Linked DNA regions of Mus musculus: region 2 is linked to region 1. A link is a contact called in public HiChIP or PLAC-seq data. All regions are on one chromosome and are shown on one strand. Each heading gives the region's core, a stretch centred on a gene start, on an enhancer-like site or on the middle of the called end of the contact. The rest is flanking DNA. Distances are from core to core; before and after follow the strand shown.

Region 1 (5,417 bases), core at 2,815-5,314:
TGGTAACTACTTAACCTTTGTAAGAAAGTATCCAGTGGTGTCTCAGAACCAGCTCAAGTTGAGCATGTCTGAAATCCAGCAGAGGAGGACACTTAAGCTTAAATTCAAACACAAATGCTCCATTTTGGGAGACAGGACTGTGATGTGAAAGAGAGCACAGTTAATTGCGGTGGGCTGAAGGTTCACAATGTGCACCCTGGGACCACAGGATAGGAGATAACAGGAGAACACAATTAGGGAAAGCTGAGTCCCTCTCTGACTTGTGCCCAGTGTCCAGCTGCCTGAGGCACCAGTAATGAGCAGATGCTAAACTGTAATAAATCAGGAAAGCTAGTGCTAATTAAGTCAGGTTCTACGCAGGATTTCTCTTGCAATTTTTTTAAGTGTGATTTTGATCCACTGAGTAGACAGTCCTTAGAAAAAGACAAGCTCTTCCAATAAACACCACCCCTCTTCCACGACGATGTAGAAAATTGACTCGAGTTTGCGGGGTATGAGTGCGTGTAAGCTTCACGGTGCAAGTGCAGCGCTTGACAGCAGCCCAAGACCAGCTGCCTGACAGGAGCCTGGACTTGGCAGACAGCACCAGCTGCAAGCAGGAAACTGAATACCAAGAGGTGTCAGAGTGTTTACTCAGAACTCCCCGTTTCTTTTAACACTTAAACTTCTTCTTATTCCCAAAAGAAGATGAGGATAAAGACGAAGATAAAGAAGAAGCAGAAAAGGAAATTGCAAAAGTTGAAAGTAGAACCAAGTTTGCATCTGCCCAGAGTACTTACTCACTGGAAATCCATTTCTAAAAATGCAGGGACCAAGAAGACATTCTACATCACAGCTCTGGATTTGGTCCTTCTTCTTGGAGGTCTGTAAAAATTTAAAAGGTTAAAAATAATTTTAAGTATACATTAAGATGTAAATTTTAATGGACAGTGAACTCATAATAAAAGTTGGAGTGGGTGGAAAGTTGCCCTCTTTGGCTGGGCTCTAGGTGGTTGACACAGGAATCTAACTCTCTCGATTATGCAACAGCACAGAGCCATCCTCTCCCATCTCACATGTAGCTCTACTGTACCATGCAGAGCTCTGCTGTACTACAAATCTCCTCTCCACATATGTAGCCTATTATTTGTCCATTGGTGAGATGGACATGCCTCCAACTGCAGGCCCTCATTCCCAGGCTTCCTGTTGAAAAAAAAAAAGGATTATGCTCCTTTCAAAGCCAGGCATCCCCTCAGTAATACAGCTGGATCCTCAGAACCTGAGTGTTCAAACCCAGACTCTAGTGAATTTTCCTGAACTACCCTCTGGTGACTCAAGGCTCATGGACCTAATTGACCATGCAGGTGGGGAGGGAGGATGGAGGTCAAGAGGCAAGAACTCTTGCAGCAATTAGTATAAAATAAAGGACAACAAATTGAAGGACCGCCTGTTCAGCCTGAGTGATAGCAGCCAAGAGGAAATGTGGGCTGTGGTCCTCAGCAGAGTGAGTATTGCCCTGTTCTGGCTGTTTCCAGGCTAGCATCTTCCTGTCTCTTCTGCATTCCTGTAACTTGTTGCTTTGTAGGTTCCTCAGGAGAGCTTGGCTATCCTCCTGGCATTCAGATATACAACTCTTGGGCTCCAGATGTTTTCCCACACCATCCCTCTGTCCCTATCTTCCTTCCTTCTCCACTCTCTGCCTTCCTTCCTCCTTCCCTCCCTCTCTTCATTTCTTTCCATCCTTCATTTCCCTTATTTCTCTTCATTTGGTCTAGAAAATCCTCACCCATCATGGAGACCTTGGCTTTCATCATCACCTCCCGAAAGGAAGTATTTTCTGAACCCAGAGTGGGCGATAACTAGCCTGTTACACACATGTGAGAACCTCTGTTTTCCTATCTCAAAAGAGCTACCATGTTTAGCATTTCTCATTTAATACCTCTCTGGCCTATTATCCCCATGAAGCAGCAATATTGTTTTTCTTTTACCTTTGAGCCTCTATATCTGACCCAATGCCTGGCATGTAGTAGGCAGAAGGAGCCAATGAACAAAAAATTGTCGAAGCAGGCCCACCTCATTGTATTGGATGAAATCAATAGTTCTTTGTTAGTAAAGTTTGTCCATTTTTGACTCCTCAAAAAAGTAAACTATGAGAGATAAAGAGCAAGGTATGTGTTTAATGCAATTGTGTTCTAGCATCTAATAGCATGATTGGCAGATAGTAATTGTTCTCTGCTTTTTGAGACAGAATTTCATGCAGCCCAGGTTGGCTCAAAACCACATCATAAAAAATGATCTTGATCTACGGATCCTGCTTCCTCTCTATCCCCCCAAAGAACTGGGATTACTTATTTTTCTATTTCAAAAAAGCAGTAAACATCACATATAACCATATTCCCACCAATCTTTAATTCTTCCTTAATGGGTATTTTGTATTGGACTTGCCTTTTCAATGTCCTTAGAACTAACTGTAATGTGATGCCTATGTGTTTTCCATTGTAAAGTACTTGTCTGCATTTCACTTTTGAGAAAGTGTCTCCATACTCACTCTGGATGAAACAAACCAGGAGTCTAACCTTGGTCAATGAGATCTGAACAAACAGAATGCTAACAGAGACTTAAGAAAGGTGTGTGTGTATGGCTTCCACCCTCTTGTACTCAAATGTCAGGAAAATGAGCCTTGGACAGCCTGCAGAGGGATGAGGGGCAGCTTGGAGGGATAAGGGGCAGTTTGGAGGCCCTCCAATGGGTGAAGAATGTCCTTTCAAATTTTTTATTTAGTAGTCCTTATCCCTAGTATATCAAAATGTGACCTATATGGACAAAGGTTTTTACAGAGACGTAAGTTTAAAATGAGGTCAGAGTGTAAGCCCTGATCCAGATTGCCTGGTTCCTTTAAAAAGGAGAAATTTGAATAGACACATAGAGGATGCTGTGTGAAAAGAAAGACAGCCATCTACAAACTTAGAAGGTGCCAAATACACATCTCTCCCTCAAGAGGCCCAGAAGAAACCAAAAATGCTTGATCTTGGATTTCCAGCTTCCAGAACTGGGAGACAATACATTCTACTCTGTAGGCCACTACTTTCCGTGGGACACTGGTGTGCAAAGCCTAACAAACTTATACAGGTCTAGACCAAAACAACCAACTAACTAACCTGACTCACAAAACAGTAAACACATCTTGTTAAGCCCCAGATGCAGTAAAGGCTCACTGATAAAGAGAATGAATGGGCATCAGTTTTCACAATTGCAAAATGAAAAAGAATATTCTTCTCACGTAGTTACTGGCAAATTAAACAGGTTGATACCTAAATCTGCTTAGTGCAAGGCTTGGCTCATAATTAACACCCCTTAAGAGCTTATTTTAGTGTTTCCTTCATTAAGTCAAAGCCAGAGCTATCTCCCCTCCCCCCAAAGAAATAAACTTTTTTGAATTTATCCTAAACAATGTAGGAATTTGTTATAAATTTCAACATCAATAAAATCCATTTAAATAACATTAAATCCTCAAGGACCACTGCAGTGGGCACTCCAGAGGACAGCTTAAAAGGATTAAGGTTAAGGAAGAAACAGATTGGCATATATTGAGTCTGTAATGTGTGCTCCAAATATGCTACATGACTTTGCGCATGGATATGAGAATTACCTATGATCCCATTTTCAATAACAAACAGAGCAAGAATAGGAGCCAACCACTTCTCTTCTGCGTCTGGGTGCTTTCTGAATAATCCCCGAGAGGCTGCATGTGTCTGAGGAGCTTAGGGAGGCCTGCAGTCACAAGACAGTCCATATGTCCGCCAGGCAAAGCTCACTTTGAGTCGCTCAGCAGTCTACTGCCACATGTTCTGACTCTTGTGAAGGGATGCACACGAATCTGTATGACACGACGTCAGGTCAGCTTTGACAGCCTCCACACCTTCAAAGCTAGTACCACAGTTCACAAAGAGGAAGTCTGGCCTGCTACGAGGCCAAACTGCCCAGGTCTGTGGCTGCGTTTCTCGGAAAACCAAAACTAACAGGCACATACAAGGCACTCTCTGCTGAAGGACTCTGCTGAGGGGAGAGAACATGTCAACTCTATCTTACAGAGTGCTCCAGGATGCGACCGTGGACCCCCTTTCCAGGAGCTAGCCGTCTCAACACTGAGCCCTTGACTAAAGGAAGACTGAGCAGGTAAACTAAACAGAACAGCTCTGTCTTAGCATGTGTCTCTTGGTTCACACTGTCATGGTGACCATTAGAAAGAGCTTCACACAGATAAAGAAAAAGGAGGGTTTTTTTTTTAACATGAAAACCTGAGCATTCCATATGCCATTAAATGGGCAAAAGGGAAGCCAGCTTCTTCAGCCCGGCTTTGAAGACACCTTCATTCTGCTCTGAAAGAACTCCAAATGTCTGCCCAGAAAATAATGTAAGATTAAGGCTTTTCAGTCTATTCTTCCTGCAGCTTAGACACCTCCATCCCCAAGCCTATGTTGCTAAAATCAAGAGACAAAGTCTACCGCCGTGTTTTTAACCTCCATTGGAGGAGCCGCTAGAAAAGCAGCCTCAGAAGAAGGCGCCCATTCAAAGGAGAAGCAAACTCCTTCAGCCCTGGGGAAAGTGTGTGTGTGTGTGTGTGTGTGTGTGTGTGTGTGTGTGTGTGTGTTTTCTTTTGGCTTTGTTGCAGAAGATGGAGGCTTTAGAATAAGGCAAACACCCTCCCTTCCCAGGACAGAGGAGTCTAAGTTAGATTAAGCAAGGATAAAATTCGTACCCTCCATTGGTGCCTGCAGGCAGCTCCTCCAGGTTTTTCTCAGAAGGTTGTGAGAGCAAAGTTGAGTTGGGGGGGGTGGCGAATAAGAAGTGTCATCAAAGTGTAGACACTGGCTCAGGAAGAAAAGTATGACTGGGATTTATTAATAGTTAATTTATGATTTTTATGAGTGTTGTTCTTGTCTAAATTTTAGCACACCCCCCCCCCTCGGTGATGGTGTCCTTTGACTTCCAGGGCTCAGGCAAACTACAGGGAGTGGTCATTGTGAACCCCAGGAAGACAATGGTAGCTCTGGCTAATTGGAGGCACAGCACAGAAACCTTTAGAAATCCTCCCAGAGGCCTCACATAGAATGTACCCTAGAGAGGTATAAAGGAAAGTGCATCGATTTAACTCGGGCTCCAGCCAGCCATGCTCCCTGCATTAACTCACTTAACCCTCCCACCAGCTTTGAGCCTTAGAGGGATCTTGTTCTCTGGTTCACAGATGGGAGCTGCTGTGGTCCAAGGAGTGTGGTCAAGATTGTTTACACAGCAACGGATTCAGTAAACAAAATTCAAACCTAAACTAATTTCACCCAAGTGTTTTTTTTGGGTTTTTTTTTTTTGTTTTGTTTTTTTGTTTTTATTTTTTTTGGCTAAAAGTGACCCGGGTGTGTTTACAGCTTTATAGGATATGT
Region 2 (5,347 bases), core at 2,461-4,960, 230 kb before region 1:
AGGAAGGTTGTCAGAATTGAGTTGAAGTAAATCATAAAGAATATGATAGCATTTGCTTATAATCCCAACACTTACCTGATAAATAAGAGGATCATATGTTTGAAGCCAACTTAGGCTTTATGGTTAGACCCTGCCTGAAAAATACAGATTTTACTTGAGCCATCCCTTCTAAATATTACTAAAAAGCAAGAGGTTACATGGGTCCTACTTGCATTTTTCATATTTGTTCTAGGCTTTAACATGTTCTACCTCATGAATAAAGTCCTAAACAGGGAGTTGTGAAGTGTGCCTGGCCTGGACAGGGAAATATCTGATGAGATGTTAGTTCCCCTCACTTTGACTATTGGACTATTGAAAAGCAGATCCCACGAAAATGGAAATCACCCAAGTATCCCATAATGGTAGAACAGAAAGCTGAAAGATTTCCACCAGGGAGAAAACTTTTCTCACACACAGAGACTTACAATTTCTCAGACAACCTTACAGGACAGACAATTGAAACAGACTCCCAGTCCTTAGCACACATGACAGCATGGTGGAGGCAACACTCTGACTTTAAAACTAAGCACATAGGCCCAACACCTGTCAAAACAGGAACAAACACCTAGTCCATAGTTCCAGGAAAGCTCCTGTGCTGACTAGTTTTTTGTCAACTTGACACAAACTAGAGTTATCTGAAAGGAGAGAATGTCATTGGAGAAAATGCCTCCAAACGATCCAGCTATAAAGAATTTTCTTAATTAGTAATGTATGGAGGTGCTCAGCCCATTGTGGGTGGTATTATCCTTAGACTGGTGTTCCTGGGTTCTATAAGAAAGCAGGCTGAGCAAGTCGTGAGGAGCAGGGCAGTAAGCAGCACCCATCCATGTCTTCTGCATCATCTCCTACCTCCAGGTTCCTGCTGTGTGTGAGTTCCTGTCCTGACTTCCTTTAATTATGAATAGAAATATGAAAGTATAAACCAAATAAACCCTCTCCTCCCTAATTTTCTTTTTGGTAATGGTATTTTGTAACAGCAATGGAAACCCTAAGTAAAACAGTCCCTAAATGTACTATTCTTGTGATTTTAGTTTCTGTAGCTCTGCTTCTTGATAACTGAGCTGTGACTCTCAGAATGTAGATTTTGTGCATAAAAGACAAAGGGCTATAAGCCTCAGGGCTGCATGATTTGGGCAAGTTCCCAATGCAACCACCAGTCAGCAATAAATACATTCTGTTTGTTTTAGGAGTGTCTATGAGGTGGTCTCTAGAGAGCTTAACCCACAGTAAATTATGGATTAATAATGGAATAATGGGCAGGACCACAATTTGACTGGGAAATTATATATATGTGTGTGTGTGTGTGTGTGTGTGTGTGTGTGTGTGTGTGTGTGTGTATGTGTGTGTGTGTGTGTGTGTGTGTGTGTGTGTGTGTGTGTGTGTGTGTGTGTGTATGTGTAAAATTCTGGTCTTCTACTTAAACCATAACTTCAAATAAAGTATTTCAAAATAGGTCTGGGGTAGGTGGGGAAATCACTAGACCTCTTTATCTTTTTCCCCAATTTGGCCACATTAATACAGATTTTTCCTGCATTTCACTTAGAAATGAAGTTCTATGTTGGACTGTTGATCCTGGAATCACTTATTTCTGTTTCTCATATAAAGCCTGTTTTATAAGAAAGGTAAACTCCTTACTACACGAACCATGTGGAATATTCATTTTTCACAGTCCCTGCTATGGAAACCATCCAATTATGGGAAATTCCTTACTCACGGCATCCATAAGAACTGAACCAGAAAAAAGACACATGGATTGGCAAGGCAGCCAATCCATGAACTAGCAGGATCTTGCTATTGAGCAAAGGCATTGTTGTCAAAGGAAGCTGCTGCTGCTCAAAGCCATAACAGGTGTATATTAAAGGGTACATGCCAAAATGATGAATTACCTGTGATGTGGAGACAAACATAAAGGGCAAGAAGAGCCTTCTGACTGCAAGGGGAAGTTGGATCATCTATGAAATATAAAATGGGGTCACCAAGAAAAAGTGAATGACATCATTTAGGCAGAAAAAGACAGAGACAGTAATTAGTCCTTGGATACCTTGGCATCTAAAAGATTCTTAAACTTCTCCACCTCTGTCTGGTTTTTGTCTATATGTATCTTCACAGCAGACTTTCCACTTGTGGTGGCTGGAATGGGACCCATTACGTTGGAAGCATGATGTTATTGTGCTTTGGACTAAATGCCGTGATAAGGTCTGCTTTCAGTAAGATTGTCCATAAGTGGCCCTTTCTAAGCAACAGCCTTCAGAATTTTACATTCTCATTATTATATTCCTCCACAGGCTTGAGGATAAGATTTTTTGGTTGTTTTTTTTTTTCTTAAATGTTTTGTCCCAAATTAATAGCAGTCTTGATTTCACCTTTCCATGGAAGCAATATAGACTTATTACAGACAATTTGAAAACTATAAAAAATGAGAGTAGGGAAAATATTCCAGACTAGAAACAGCCAGTATTAACATTATAACACACTCTGTCTGATTTGCTTTTTAAAACTATATTTATTCTTAAATTATTTGATTTTTGTTCAACATTACCTCGTGGATATTTCAAAGTATCATAAAATGTTTTCAAGACATTGAGCTGCTGTTGAGTGGCATGGGAATGGAGCACGTGATTTACTCAAACAGTTCTCTATTGAACGTGTAGAGAGAGCAGCATCCATCACTGCCTGCCAGTCTTGGATCCCACAGGATGCCAAGGAAAGAATATCAAGTGACACAGTGGGCCAGGAGCAAAGAAGAGTCTCCACCACCAGCCTTCTTTCAGAGAATCCCAGGTGACTAGTGACTTGTGTTAAGCTCCAGCAAATTTCCCAGAATCCAGTGCTTCAGCTCCCTCATCTCTGAAACAGTAAGCAAAGTCTACTCTGTAGGTTGTGAAAGAATTGAACTGAGTAACATCTGAAAAACAGTCTGCAAAGGTGCCCGACCTGTCAAATCACAATTACATTGTTGTCCTATCAAGAGAACAATGGTCGCTTTCCTATCTTTGGCTTTTAGTGGGCATACCCCTTTAATCAAATCATTGGCTCTATCTTGTTTACTTTAAATGCCTTGCTCACAATGGGAGCAAGAGGGACCTACCTTGATAATGAGTTCAGAGGCTGAAGCGTTTAGAGGCTGTACAGTGTGGTGTGGTGAGAAGTGTCTGGCTGTATTTGTGTTGCTGTGATAAACACCTCAGTGAAAAGATTTAGAAGACAAAAGGTTTTATTTGGTTTACAATCTCATGTAGTTGGTTTGTCATTTCAGGGAAGTCAAATCATCTAGGCACACCTGTACACAAGAGATGAGATCAAATAGGTGTATGCATACTTACTACTCAGTGCACGCCCTCTGCTCCTACTCAGTTCTGATCCATTTTCAGGCTGAGTCTTCCCACATCCATTAACCTATTCAAGACAATTCCTCAGGTGTGCCCACAGACTAATCTGCTCTAGAAAATTCCTCGATGAGACTCTTTCTACACTGTGACAAATGACAATTAAATGTAATCATCATGAAGAATGACTCCTAAAGCTATAAGTGCTAATACCCAATCTGTGAATATGATCTTATTTAGAAAATGGGTTTTACCCAAGTAATTTCATGATAACACCATCCTGGATTTAAAGTGGACCCTGTATCAATAGTAGTTATCCTATGTGATAATAGAGACAAAGATGGAGGCAATGTAGCTACAAGATAAGAAACTCATAGAACCACCAGAAAATAAATGAAGCAAAGAATCATCCTTTCTGAGAGCTTTTGCCAAAAACTCAGCCCTATTATCAACTTCATTTCTGAACTCTGGAACTATAAGAAAATATATCTTTGATTCTTTGTGGTTTGTGGTAATTTATAAGGAAGAATCTAGGAGATGGATCTATACATAGAAAAGGGTCCCTTAGAGAACTCCATGACATGCTCTGCATCTCCAGAGAGGTCCTATTGTAGGGAGGAAGGGAGGTTTTGGCATCACATAGGCAAAAATGGATGAATGGCCATCAGTGTCAGGAGACATACTTGGTGACTACTCTCTCTAGCAGTCTTGCATTTTAGCCCTATGGGTGTTAAAAGGAATCCTTTGCTCTTTGTCGGTCGTCATCCTTCCTTTCTTCCTTTTAGTTGCATGGAATGCAAGAGAGAAGCCCCGGTAACTACAATAAACTTGTTTTGCTTTCATCTTTAAACCCATCTCACATATCTGCTCAGAGGGCAAGAATGAACTTCTTTTTTATGAGGGAATAGATATATTTAACTGTGCACACACCTACCCTCATTTTCCCCGCTTCATGTTCTTGCACCTTGCTCTTAGATGGTTTCGTAAGGTGCCTGCCCTGACATGGGTTCCTGTGATCTCAGCATGGAATGCAGGGCATTTGCCTGGGGCTTAGTATTTGAAACTGTTTTATCTGTGTCTCTAAATGCTTACCCAACTACGTTTCTAATCCATCTCTTGTCTGGGGCTCCCTTAAAACTACCGTCCTCCTTCACCTGCAACTGGAAGTGCACTTCAAACCTCATGGCATTGTACCAGTAAACACTGAACAGTTAGTAACATGACAGCGTGGGTGTGAACTCTCATCCCATAAAATAACTAATAAAACTACAAAAGCAGAGTGATGCTTCATTGTGTCTTTATCCACTGTAGTTTTTATGCAATGGCAATTTTCCATTTGCAGAACTTTGCCTTTCCAAAGTCATCTATGCCTGCAACCTCTCATTATTTTAAAAGGAATGACTGACTTTAGTACTACTTGCTAAGTAAGGACAGTGATTCCATATTCCTAATTAATATCTGTTCAGCTGGATCATAATAACCTGGGAGGTACAAGTGGTAAATTTTAGTGGGTGATTCTTAACCCAGAGCTCTATGTATTAAGAGTTTCCTTAAAACACTCACACATGCACACACACACACACACACACACTCACTCATGCATCTCATGCATATATACAACATGTGCAAATGTACATATGCATATTGATTATATATTCACACATTCAAGTATATATGCACACAGATATGCACATATATAAAAGTATGTGCATATGCATTTATGCACATATGCACACATGTGCATGCACACATGTGCACATAAAGACACATGCATACATATGCAAAGGAGTACACGTGCATATACACACACACATACATGCTCACAATACCAACACACATGTATGTGCACATATACACATACATGTGCATATACATACAGCATACACACAGTTATTAAAGGAAATGTGTGCATCATTTACTTGTAGCCTTGTGTTTTGTGATGATATTAACATAAGTTCTCATAATGAACATCCACTTTCATG

Evidence for each region. HiChIP or PLAC-seq counts read pairs in DNA pulled down with a chosen protein or histone mark.
Region 2: an H3K27ac HiChIP or PLAC-seq map of extraembryonic endoderm stem cells shows a contact between it and region 1, with 4 times the contacts expected there. The contact joins the enhancer-like site here to the promoter of Clnk in region 1. A contact is called at or near these places in 9 of 39 promoter capture datasets (HPC-7-derived erythroid cells, cranial neural crest, embryonic stem cells and 5 more), 1 of 115 datasets of contacts at active chromatin or transcription factors (extraembryonic endoderm stem cells) and 3 of 9 other capture datasets (adipose tissue, liver and pancreatic islet).

What each region holds. Positions count from the first base shown.
Region 1 is chr5:38,875,340-38,880,756 of GRCm38.p6, reverse strand. It overlaps Clnk (cytokine-dependent hematopoietic cell linker), which reads left to right and starts at 4,064. Exons shown (of 19, transcript NM_013748.3): 1 at 4,064-4,155.
Region 2 is chr5:39,101,429-39,106,775 of GRCm38.p6, reverse strand. No RefSeq gene overlaps it. Among named protein-coding and RNA genes, the nearest start is that of Gm46937, 22 kb to the right of the region's middle. Within about 2 kb of position 3,710, at least 2 of the 459 cell types and tissues checked have an H3K27ac peak or open chromatin away from gene starts, as enhancers often do. A contact at or near this core is called in extraembryonic endoderm stem cells, where this site is marked.